Linked DNA regions of Zea mays: region 1 is linked to region 2. Evidence: chromatin contacts called from public Hi-C data. All regions are on one chromosome and are shown on one strand. The core of a region is the stretch at or near the end of the contact, and the rest is flanking DNA. Distances in the headings are between cores, read along the strand shown. Region 1 holds the start of LOC100383052 (evolutionarily conserved C-terminal region 2). Region 2 holds the start of LOC100194302 (Tryptophan RNA-binding attenuator protein-like).

Region 1 (5,281 bases), core at 1,839-4,338, 220 kb before region 2:
CAGACTCGCTAATACCCCTCAGGTCATGGCATAGTCATATATATGACGACTGTAAACAAGGAAATAGACAGATCATATTTTGCCGTTCCCACTAGCTAAAAGCCCCCGCCCGCTGATAAACCAGTAAAAAATTTAAATATCCTGAAAAGAAAGTAACCAAAACATTATCTTTACAGTACCCTTAGCCCGTTGCATCATGATGCAATTAATCACTTAATAAGCATCTAAGCCAGGTAACTCTCAGGAAATATACCTCTTGTGTGTCACGGCTGTTTGTCACAGGCTTATTATCATTGTTATCCAGTGTAATATGCTTCAAAGTGTTGTTGGGCACATCCTTGACTATGTGCCACTTGAGTGGAAAACAACCATTCCACTTGTCTTGTTGCCAATACTCCACAGTCTTATCAAAGTCGACAGGACCAACCATTTCAGCAACACCAACAAACTGACCACTTGTGTTCACCTAAGGGACAAGCTCAAGGTCAAAAAGGGACTGCCAAAGAAGTACAGGTAATAATAGGGAAAGATGCTACAGACTTACAGAGAAAAACAAGAACACCGGGCAGTCACTGGATTTCTCCTGAGCCTCTCGGTACCCAGCATCCAGCTTCTTATTTCCATTAGGAGTGCTAGCCCACACATTGTATTTTATACTCTTGTGCACATCATCCTCACTATATGATTTGATAACAAAGAACTTTGCATCCTTGTAGGTTAAAGGAAACCCTTCCTGGTTAAATTGGCCTTTGTCTGGAAGAGTACTGTTCTGTTTCCCCACTGAAGGGAGGGCTTGGCCCTTCACAGCAATAGTTACAGTAGGACCGAATTGTTTTTGGTGCTTGAAACCACCAGACCTTGGTCCTCTGTTCAGCTCGGTAAAGCCATCTTGGTTCTCACCACTAAAACCAAAAGGTGCACGCCCTCTGGGCTTGTATTTGGTATCCACAACTCCCCACCTCCCATTGTTTCTCGAGCTATACATGTTTGATCCAAAACCAAGGCCACCCTTCAGTGTGTTCCCATACTGACCATACTGCCCATATAATCTGTTGTCTGGGTACATCCTAGAAGGATATCTAGGTGAGGTCAGACCCATTCCAGACGAAGGCATCTGTGCATGTATACCCTGGAAATAAATGAAACCAACAGCTAAGATTTATTCAGGTACACTGCATATATTTCTCATAATAATCCAAATATGCAAACACATCACATTTGTATGTGCAGTCTTAAGAAAGGAAGTACAATTTAATACCAATGGTATGTGAGAGCAAGCTTTAGATGTCATTGAATGCCAGACACAAGTAATTACTTAAAAAGAAACTCTGCAACACAATATTATGAAAATAATTTGTTTGGCGAACACACCATGAGGTTTGTTGTTGGATGCTGGCTCTGACTTCTCATAGAAGACGAATTGGAACGGTAAGATGTGGAACTAGCAGTTGGTATCTGATGCCCATTCGAGTAAACTGGACCATCGTACCATTGAGCTGGAGAACGAACACCATTGTGACCATAATTGCTTGCAGAAGGTCCACTGCCTTGCATAGGTCCTCTTCCATATAAACCACTGTTTGCTACCGATACATTCAGGTGGGTTTGCTTACGTGGCAGCGAACTGTTGTGAGCAATTGTCATACCATTAGCCCTCACGTTTGGAGTTGCTTTTGTTGCATCTACCAAAACTCGTGCCTGCTGACTGGCAACAGAGGGCGGTTCAGGTTGAGAACTGGCACCATTTAGACCATGTTTTGCGTTTGTTGGTGTTGGTTGCTGATAATATTGAGACGGGTATTGATATTGCTGAGAACCATATGACTGGCCATCATGCCCAACAGTTGGTACTGGAGAACCCGAAGGATATGGGCCGTATGGAGCATAGCCATATCCAAGGTACATGTCTCCATACACGGTCTGCTACATTAGTTCAACAGAAAAGAAAGTATCAGCTCCATCCCTTATGTTATCCACAAGAGTAAATAAGTGATTCACCAAAATTCATAGTTAACAAATTTGAATGTGTAGTGTGTACACATGCCACTGTATTTGTTCTCAGATTTCTAGAGAAAGTGGAAACGCATAATTCAAATGTATCTTAAACTCAAAAATACACCTAGCTGAGATAATTGCACAGTCAACACAAATGTTAACTTACAGGGGGCATCTCCATTCCTTCATGACCAGCATACCTTGAGTCCCATTCATTGGCTGAGCCATCATAACCTGAGAAGCAGCATACAAGAATCAGGCATTGCAATTATGAACGTAGCCACCTACCAAGGTCTGAGGCGACAAGGAGCACAGGTTTATGTACCACTAGGGAAGTAATAGGCTGGAGAGGCATATGCACTGGGCTGGTAGAAGAAATTAGGATCCATGGCCTCCTGTAGTAGAGGTGTTATCGACCTGTCCACCTGTGAAGCAGCGCTCTGTGCATCTCCAGCGTGGGTAGATCCTCCATATGGCATCCCAGAAGGCTACAATTATACGATTCAAGTAGCCATTAATTTTTTTTTATCCTCGGTGAATTTCTCCTTCCACTAAGAATAATTCCGCAAAACGAAACGGTCGCCCAAAACAGCCTAGAAAGTTATACCTTCTTGGCAGTGTCGGAGCCATCCTTGCCCTCCAGAGACAGCTTCTGCAGAAGATTGGTGGTCTCTGCAACTCACGAATCAAGGAAGAAGCACACATATAATTCAAGCAAGCACCTCACAGTTCGATCGATACAGTTTACCTAGTGAAAACGAACAGAATTTTTTCCCCCAATATAAGGGTGACCAAAAAAAATAAAAATGTTTCTTGAAACCGACTCCTATAACACTGCTCAAAGGCCCTGAACACGGATCAAACCCGCCAAAAAAACGAACAGGAAGCAAGGATACGGTCAGCAGCGCTAGGGGCAGGAGCAACTGTCGACATGGCTTCTTCTCGCGAGTCAATTCGATCTAGGACAGACGTCTGCCGCAGCTACCAACACCAAACGACTGCTCCTGGATCGGATTCAAGGCCGGTGTAAAAAATCGATAAGATAATTCTTATCTGTGGTGGGGAGAGGCGGTGGGTAGGTGGTGGTGGAGGATAAACCCTAGGGAGGGGGGAGGGGAGACGAGGCGAGGATAGCCGCCACAGACGCCACGCGAGGGGAGGGAAAGGAGCCCCCCAGCGAAGAGGTAGAGGGGTTTTAGCGATTCGAAGGGCGGTGATTCAAATACCGACCCAAGCCCATCCCCGCTGCTCGTTATCTTCCCAACTTCTGCTCCAGGTACACAGAACTTGTGAACATGTTGGAAAAAAGTGTCAAGTCTCCAGGAGAACATGTGGTGGCACGCTAAATTAACAATGCTCCTTGGTTCGATTTATGGTAGACATAGGAAAAATACCAGAGAAAAGTAACACAAGAAATAGAATATGATGAACAAAATCAAAATACGACGAAAACCCTACCTAGCGATACCTTCAAGAGCTTTTCTAAATTTCAGTCTCTAAATTATCATTATAGTCATTTACATAAAAAATATTTTCTATATCTTTTTAATCTCCAACAGCTTTTATATATCCTGTTTGCATTCTATAAAGCCATTCACGTTTTCTATCTTTGGCGGCAACACTATTGTTTTTCTTCTTCGATGAGTAGACCACATGTTCTCCTTGTTTAATGGATTGCGCTAGCCCATCATTGCCTCTGACATCTATCACCACCTAGACTAGCATAATCCAAATCAGGTTGTTTCCCACCCCTAGCTCAGCGGTGTCTGACCCCTATACTCGTTACCACCACCAAACTGACCACTGTTGTTGGACCCCTTGCTTTCTAAGTCCAGTTATGTGGTACTCCCTACCCTAACCCTAGGGCTCTCCTGGAAATTAAAATAAAACAAAATCCTAAGCCTAAATCCCACGGTCATTGCTCCATTGTCCGACCCACGGCAGTCTCGCATCGATCGCCCCGCCCTTCACCCACGAAGCATTATGCATACTTTTGTTTAAGATTTAGAAATATAGCACAAAATTTCTATGATTCTTAGGTTGATGTTTATGCAAATTATTATTGTATTCTCTTTCTTTTTTCTCTCGATGTAAATCAATTGGTCAAAGCAATGTCTTTCCTCGAGTTTAGCCCAATAACAAAACCAATTCCATGGTCACCACGACGTCCTCGTTTTCACATACACAGACTCGATGTCATTTGTGAAACAATGTCTAACATTCTAAATTCAATGAACCTATCGAGTGTTACGATCCTTGTGACCATGTAAAACAATAGAAATATGTCGATGCCAATTAATGGAATGGTCAACTTCCATCGTTAGTGATAGCGTTGTGTGTGATGGCTCTGAGGTTTCCTACAAAGTTGGTGTCTAGGTGAATATTAATGTGGCTTGGTATGGTCTTTGAATCGATGAGTATGCAAATTCAATTATTCAAACATGCCGTTCAGGTGATATGCAGGTTGCTTCTTCTTGCCATGCTCCATGTAATACTTCTTTGCGGAACATGCATAGTGTTTCTTTCCAACAAGATTCATGTAATGCTTCTTTTGTGGGGGCGAATGTTAACAAAAAAAATTTTGTTGTGTGGCTTAGTTTATTGTCTAAAATATCACAAATAAATGCCCCCAAAAAAATATCACACATAAATGACCCGGCGTTTTACTATAACTTGTATAGATACATTAAATAGACAGATATTATTAGTTTTATCGGTTCATTTATTATGTGCCAAAAAAACCTTAAATGTACCTCATGTCCCTTTGTACATGTTACATTTTTCTCATATTTTTTAGGACTACATACGTATTGTGTGCATGTTGGTAATGTTAGTTGGTACATCACTCGTGTCGTGTCTCTCATTTGATTGAAATTATGTCTCTAGAACTACACGAGGTCATACAAACACATTATGTTATTTTTATCTCCACAGTGTTTGTATTCAAGTCAAGTTAAGTATTAAGGTTCCATTTGGCATGTTTTCACTTCAGTAGTGAAATTGATTTTGTTGGCTTCGGTTTTATGAACAACTCTTTCGGTAAAGCTAGAGCTGTTTTGGTAAAACCGTTTGACAAAACAGCTCTGCATGTAAAGCTGTATAAAACAATTTGTTTGTTTCGGACTAAAACCGACTGTTCAGACTGTTGTAGTTATCCGCAGAGATAAACACTATAAAGCAGTAGAAGTCGGTGCGAATTAAAGTCAAACATGTTTTTCCACATAGAGACCAATAACCCACCACTACTGAGGTGAATCGCCATGATTTCTTCGTCCATCTCAAAACT
Region 2 (5,400 bases), core at 930-3,429:
AACCTAATGTTGCATGTAACTTCTATTGCAAATCATATAATCTTTCAGTGTATCCTAAACGCCCAAACCACTTTAATACTTTATAGCAATGAAGCTCATCTTATAGGCACAATACTTTGCATCCGTCCAATTTGCATTGCTATTGTGTAGATGCCATTGCATTCTCATATACCAATATCTATTTCGCCATGTGACAAGTGCAAAACAGTCTGTACCTGATCCACCACCAACAAGAAAAGCCATCCCCTGGCCCCTAAGTTTTTGTTTAAGGATCATCTGAAGATAAAAAAAATTGTAGAGCTTCAAGTTCCAGAATGCAATTTAGTAAGAAACCATAGATAAAAAGACCAAAAAGGTACATATCCAAAGCAATAATATCCAGAGTAACAATATAACTCAAGAAAGTTAACCAACCTCTGCACCAATCTCAATATTCCGTGGCCTTGGCTCAACTGTACTAGAGACGGAGACATCATTGACCGAACATAGAAAAGCATCTGCCTGCGTTAATAATTAATCATATGAAGTTCTCTTAATTTCAAGCAAAGTTCTCTTGATTTTCAAACAAACTTAGACAGTAACTAACCTGGCAAAGAAGTTCTCCACTAAAGTTTGTTAGATCTACCTGTAACAGACACAAGCAACTAAAATAAGACTAAGTACAATTCTAGTACTATATCAGTGCACAATTGTAATGCCAACACCTCTAATACCGAGCACATTCCACAGCAGCATACATGCATGCTTGACATAAATCTGGCAAGAGGTAGCACTTTGTAATGATATGTATACGATCATACAGTTAGGTTAGGTTGGTGTCTAATCTAATGAAAAAAAATGTATTCAAGTGGATGGTTAAAGTTCAACAAAAGGATTAACAAACCCTCACCTGACATATAGCAGATCACAATTTCAAAGATGTAGAGCAATCCAAAAATAAACAGCTAAGTAGCTAACAAATCTTGAATTTGTTAGCATAAGAGGAGTAGCGACAACAGTGATTTATTCCACATTGCACAAGAAAAGACGATGCTAAGAGAAAAATTAAAACGTAGAAGAGAAGCAAAATACTAACCGGCAGTATCCTCCCAGGAAATGGTGCAGCAATCCCGACATATCCATCATCAGATCCAGAATTAAAGAAAATGGTGCTGCTTACACGTTTCCCAAAAATCCACTGCCACACGCCTCCATCATTTTCAGGCAAGTAATTGTTGTCCATCTGCATATTCCCAGACATGTAGCACATTGCACCTAAAGAAAACAACAATAATGACTGATGAAATAATCGCTATTCGCATGCTAACAATTTCTAGGATTGTATGGTAAACTTTTTATTACACTATATATATAACAGATAGTTCTCAATAACTACCAACCAGAAGGTTATCATTATCAGTAACTACTGACCAGAAGGTTAATCTGTTGTGAGTTAAGGGCAGGGTTACTGCCAACAGGAAAAGTAGACACTAGAGCTACATACTTTTGTACGAAGATATCTAAAACACACAATTTGTCAATTTCTGCCACATAATGACTAGTTAGCACCCTGTTTACTAGGTTTAGTTTAACTGAAGGCCACAGACAAAGATACTTAGTTGAACAGGCAAGCTGCATAGCAGAAGGACTGAATCCAGTTACCTGGTTTTGCAGTCAGCTTCTCCTGAGACTTCAGCATCACCTAATAAAAAACATTTGCCCCCAACAATTCCAGTTGATTACGTTCAAATCATGTGAAGAAAGGAATTACAGGTGTGCAAAACATATTTGAGCACCAGAAAGTACCTGCAGGACCTGCACATCTCCACCGGATATCTGAAACGCCGTCACAGATCCTTGCTGGCTCTGAAACCATCCCACACAGTTGAAAACGAATCAGAAGAGACAAACACAATAGGATCCCATGAGCAGCGGATCGGATAGATCCAGCCCCGTAGCTCCAATCCAACCCTAACATCCTACGCGGAGATGAGCCCCTCACTCGAGAAAAAAAATCAGATCGTCCAGGGGAGGGCAGGAACGCGGACCTGGTAGACGTAGGGCTGGAAAGGAGTGGAAAAGAAGGGCGCGGCCATGGCGGTGACCTTCTGGAAGCTTCTGGAAGGGTCACTGGGCGCCGGCTCGGTGAATCGTCGCGGGGTTCGGGGAAGTTGCCATTCGGAGCCGCGGCGAGCTGTTCTTTTGTTCTCTGAGCTTCTCTAATCACGAGAACTCTTTTGTTGTTTTATTGTGTTGCCACGTTGGCTTATCCAAGCCGTTGATGTACGATGGTGGTGCCTGGTGTGGTGCGCCAAAGCCGAAAGGTGATACGGTGGTGCTACCGTGGCTTGTCCACGCGGGCTACCTGTCAACGTGGCGGCACGCCATTGGTGTTAGTAACTTGCCACGACGTGTCCAAGCACAGACTGTTGCGTTTTGATGTCAGATTTGTGGGTAATCTTTTCTCACTTTTTATTCATTCTGCACGTTATATTCGTCACTATTATTGTCTCTATAATTTTAAATATGAAATGTAAACATAATGGTACATAATGCAAAAAAAAAAACGTTCCAAAAAAATACAAAAGGAAAACCACCCTTCAACCTCAACAGTTCATGTAAAAAAGTTCTGGTACTGATTGAATTCATTGTGCTCCTCAACAGTTCGTGTAAAAAAAAATTGATCGTGGTTGAATTTATTAAGTTAATATTTAGTTGCTAATAAATAACTTATTTAGACTCCAATAGATCCAACCGGTAATCTAGCTAGCCATTAGTTAGAGCATCTCGAAGAGACTCTTTATTTTTGACTCTCTATTTGACTCTTTATTTGTCTCTCCATAAATATTAAACTCTATATATAAAATCTCATTCCAACAGACTCTCTAATATGCAAGTTAACTTGGCTAGCGAGAGTTGCTAGCCAAATTTGGCTAGTGAGTGAGTTAATTTGGAGAACCAGATAGCTTAGCAAGTTAGATGGCTAGTCTGTTGGAGAGCTATTATACTATTAAGTAGCTAAAATTTAGCTTGACAAGCTATTTAGCTAGTCTCTTGGAGATGCTCTTAGTGCTCAACTAATAGCTATCTGGTAGCTACTATTAACAATGTCATATGTACAAAAACAAGTACGGATGGTATAAAAAATCGTAGAGTTAGAGAGAGATGGGGGCGCCAAGAAGTTCAAGTCGTGACTCGTACTCCTTTGTGTCCTTTTGTGGTGAATGAACGGATAGAAGTGACGGTTGAAAGGAAATAGGGTTAAATCTTTTTTTAAATGATTTTGGTGGTTAAATTGCTCAACACAAATAATTAGACTAACTAGTTTGTTCTAGATTATAAGTTCTACAGGTGTCAAACGTTCAACACAAACAAAAAAAGTCCAAGAAAGGGTTCAAAAGAAAAGGAGCAAATGAAACCGAAGGCTGCCCTGTTCTCGCGCACCGGACTGTCTGGTGTGCCACCGGACAGTGTCCGGTGCACCAGGGTGGATCAACTCAAACTCGCCAACTTCGGGTTTCTGGAAATGTCACTCCGCTATAATTCACCGGACTGTCCGGTGTGCAGCGGAGCAACGGTCGGCATCGCCACTGTCGAGTTCAACAGTCGGCTGACATAGCTACAGTACACGGACAGTTCGCGCAGAGTCAGAGCAGGCGCCATAAGGCGCACCGGACAGTGAACAGTATCTGTTCGGTGCACCACCGGATGGTCCGGTGGCCCCACCTGTCAGAGCTCCAACGGTCGAACCCTAACGGTTGGGTGACGTGGCTGGCGCACCCATCGACAAACAGCCTCCCCAACGACCACTTTAGTGGTTGGGGCTATAAATACCCCCCAACAAAACAAAAGGTCAAATCCTCTCCAAGTCCCAAACTCATTCCAAAGACTTAGTGACTAGTGAGAGAGAGATATTTGTGTTCATTTGAGTTCTTATTGCTTGGATCGCTTTTCTTCTTCCTCCATTCTTGTTCTCAACACCTTTGTAATCAAGCAAGAGACACCAAGTTGTGGTGGTCCTTGTAAGGGGTCTAAGTGACCCGTTGATTAAGGAGAAAAGATCACTCGGTCTAGGTGACCGTTTGAGAGAGGGAAAGGGTTGAAAGAGACCCGGTCTTTGTGACCACCTCAACGGGGAGTAGGTTTGCAAGAACCGAACCTCGGTAAAACAAATCATTGTGTCATCCACTTTATTTGCTTGTGATTTGTTTTCGCCTTCTTTTTTGGAATCGACTTTATTTCTAACACTAACCCCGGCTTGTAGTTGTGCTTAAAGTTTATAAATTTCAGATTTGTCTATTCACCCCCTCTAGGCGACTTTCAATTGGTATCAGAATCAGTACTTCATTAGAGTCTAACCACTCGAAGTGATGTCGGGAGCATCCGCCAAGAGGGAGATTGGGACCGGCGGCGACAAGCCCGCCACAAGCCACGGAAAGGCTCCATCGGGGGAGTCCGGCAACAAGATGAAGGGATCTCCTTCACACAACAAGTCGCATCGGAGCGGCGAGAAGAAAAAGAAAATGAAGAAGGTGGTCTACTACGAGACCGATTCTTCATCACCTTCTACATCCGGCTCCGACGCGCCGTCCGTAACTTCTAAGCGCCATGAGCGCAGTAAGTTTAGTAAGATCCCCTTACGCTATCCTCGCATTTCCAAACACACTCCTTTACTTTCCGTCCCACTAGGCAAACCACCGATTTTTTGACGGTGAAGATTATTGTATGTGGAGTGATAAAATGAGGCACCATCTAACCTCACTCCACGCTAGCATTTGGGACATTGTTGAGTTTGGAGCGCAGGAACCATCCGTGGGGGATGAAAGCTATGACTCGAACGAGGTAGTGAGAGCACCTAGAGGGGGGGTAAATAGGTGATTCTGTAAAAACTTGAAACTTAAAGCCACAAACTTGATTAAGTGTTAGCACAATGAAATCAAGTGGCTAAAGAGAGCTCTTGTGAACCACAATTGACACAGGAGAACAAGCACAAGAGACACAAGGATTTATCCCGTGGTTCGGCCAAGTACAATACTTGCCTAGTCCACGTTGTGGCGTCCCAATGGACGAGAGTTGCACTCAACTCCTTTCAAGTGATCCAATGATCAACTTGAATACCACGGTGTTCTTCTTTCTTTACTCTTTCCCGTTTGCGAGGAATCTCCACAACTTGGAGCCTCTCGTCCTTACAATGAAATGATCACAAAGAAGCACAGATGTAAGAGTGGGAAGAGCAACGCACACAAGCCTCAAAGCACGAGCACGAACACGCACACAAGTCACAACTTGAGCTCTAAGATCACACACGGAGTTCTCAACTCAAGAGAAGCTCAAATTGCTATCACAACGAATCAAATGCGCTAGAGAGATGTCTTGGTGCTAAGAGATGATCAAAGAATGCTTGGTGTACTCCTTCATGTG

What was found. Hi-C and Micro-C count contacts between places; a contact is called where the count stands out from the background.
Region 1: a contact with region 2 is called in a Hi-C map of ear, with 2.0 times the contacts expected there. The contact joins the promoter of LOC100383052 here to the promoter of LOC100194302 in region 2. A contact is called at or near these places in 2 of 25 Hi-C or Micro-C datasets (ear and leaf).

The regions. Positions count from the first base shown.
Region 1 is chr1:282,727,016-282,732,296 of Zm-B73-REFERENCE-NAM-5.0, reverse strand. LOC100383052 (evolutionarily conserved C-terminal region 2) reads right to left here and starts at 3,088. Exons shown (of 9, transcript NM_001175728.1): 1 at 2,892-3,088; 2 at 2,603-2,667; 3 at 2,321-2,483; 4 at 2,162-2,229; 5 at 1,372-1,923; 6 at 545-1,129; 7 at 254-466. The coding sequence starts at 2,928.
Region 2 is chr1:282,501,678-282,507,077 of Zm-B73-REFERENCE-NAM-5.0, reverse strand. LOC100194302 (Tryptophan RNA-binding attenuator protein-like) reads right to left here and starts at 2,179. Exons shown (of 10, transcript NM_001139340.1): 1 at 2,028-2,179; 2 at 1,786-1,845; 3 at 1,642-1,681; 4 at 1,076-1,254; 5 at 587-625; 6 at 415-501; 7 at 216-276. The coding sequence starts at 2,075.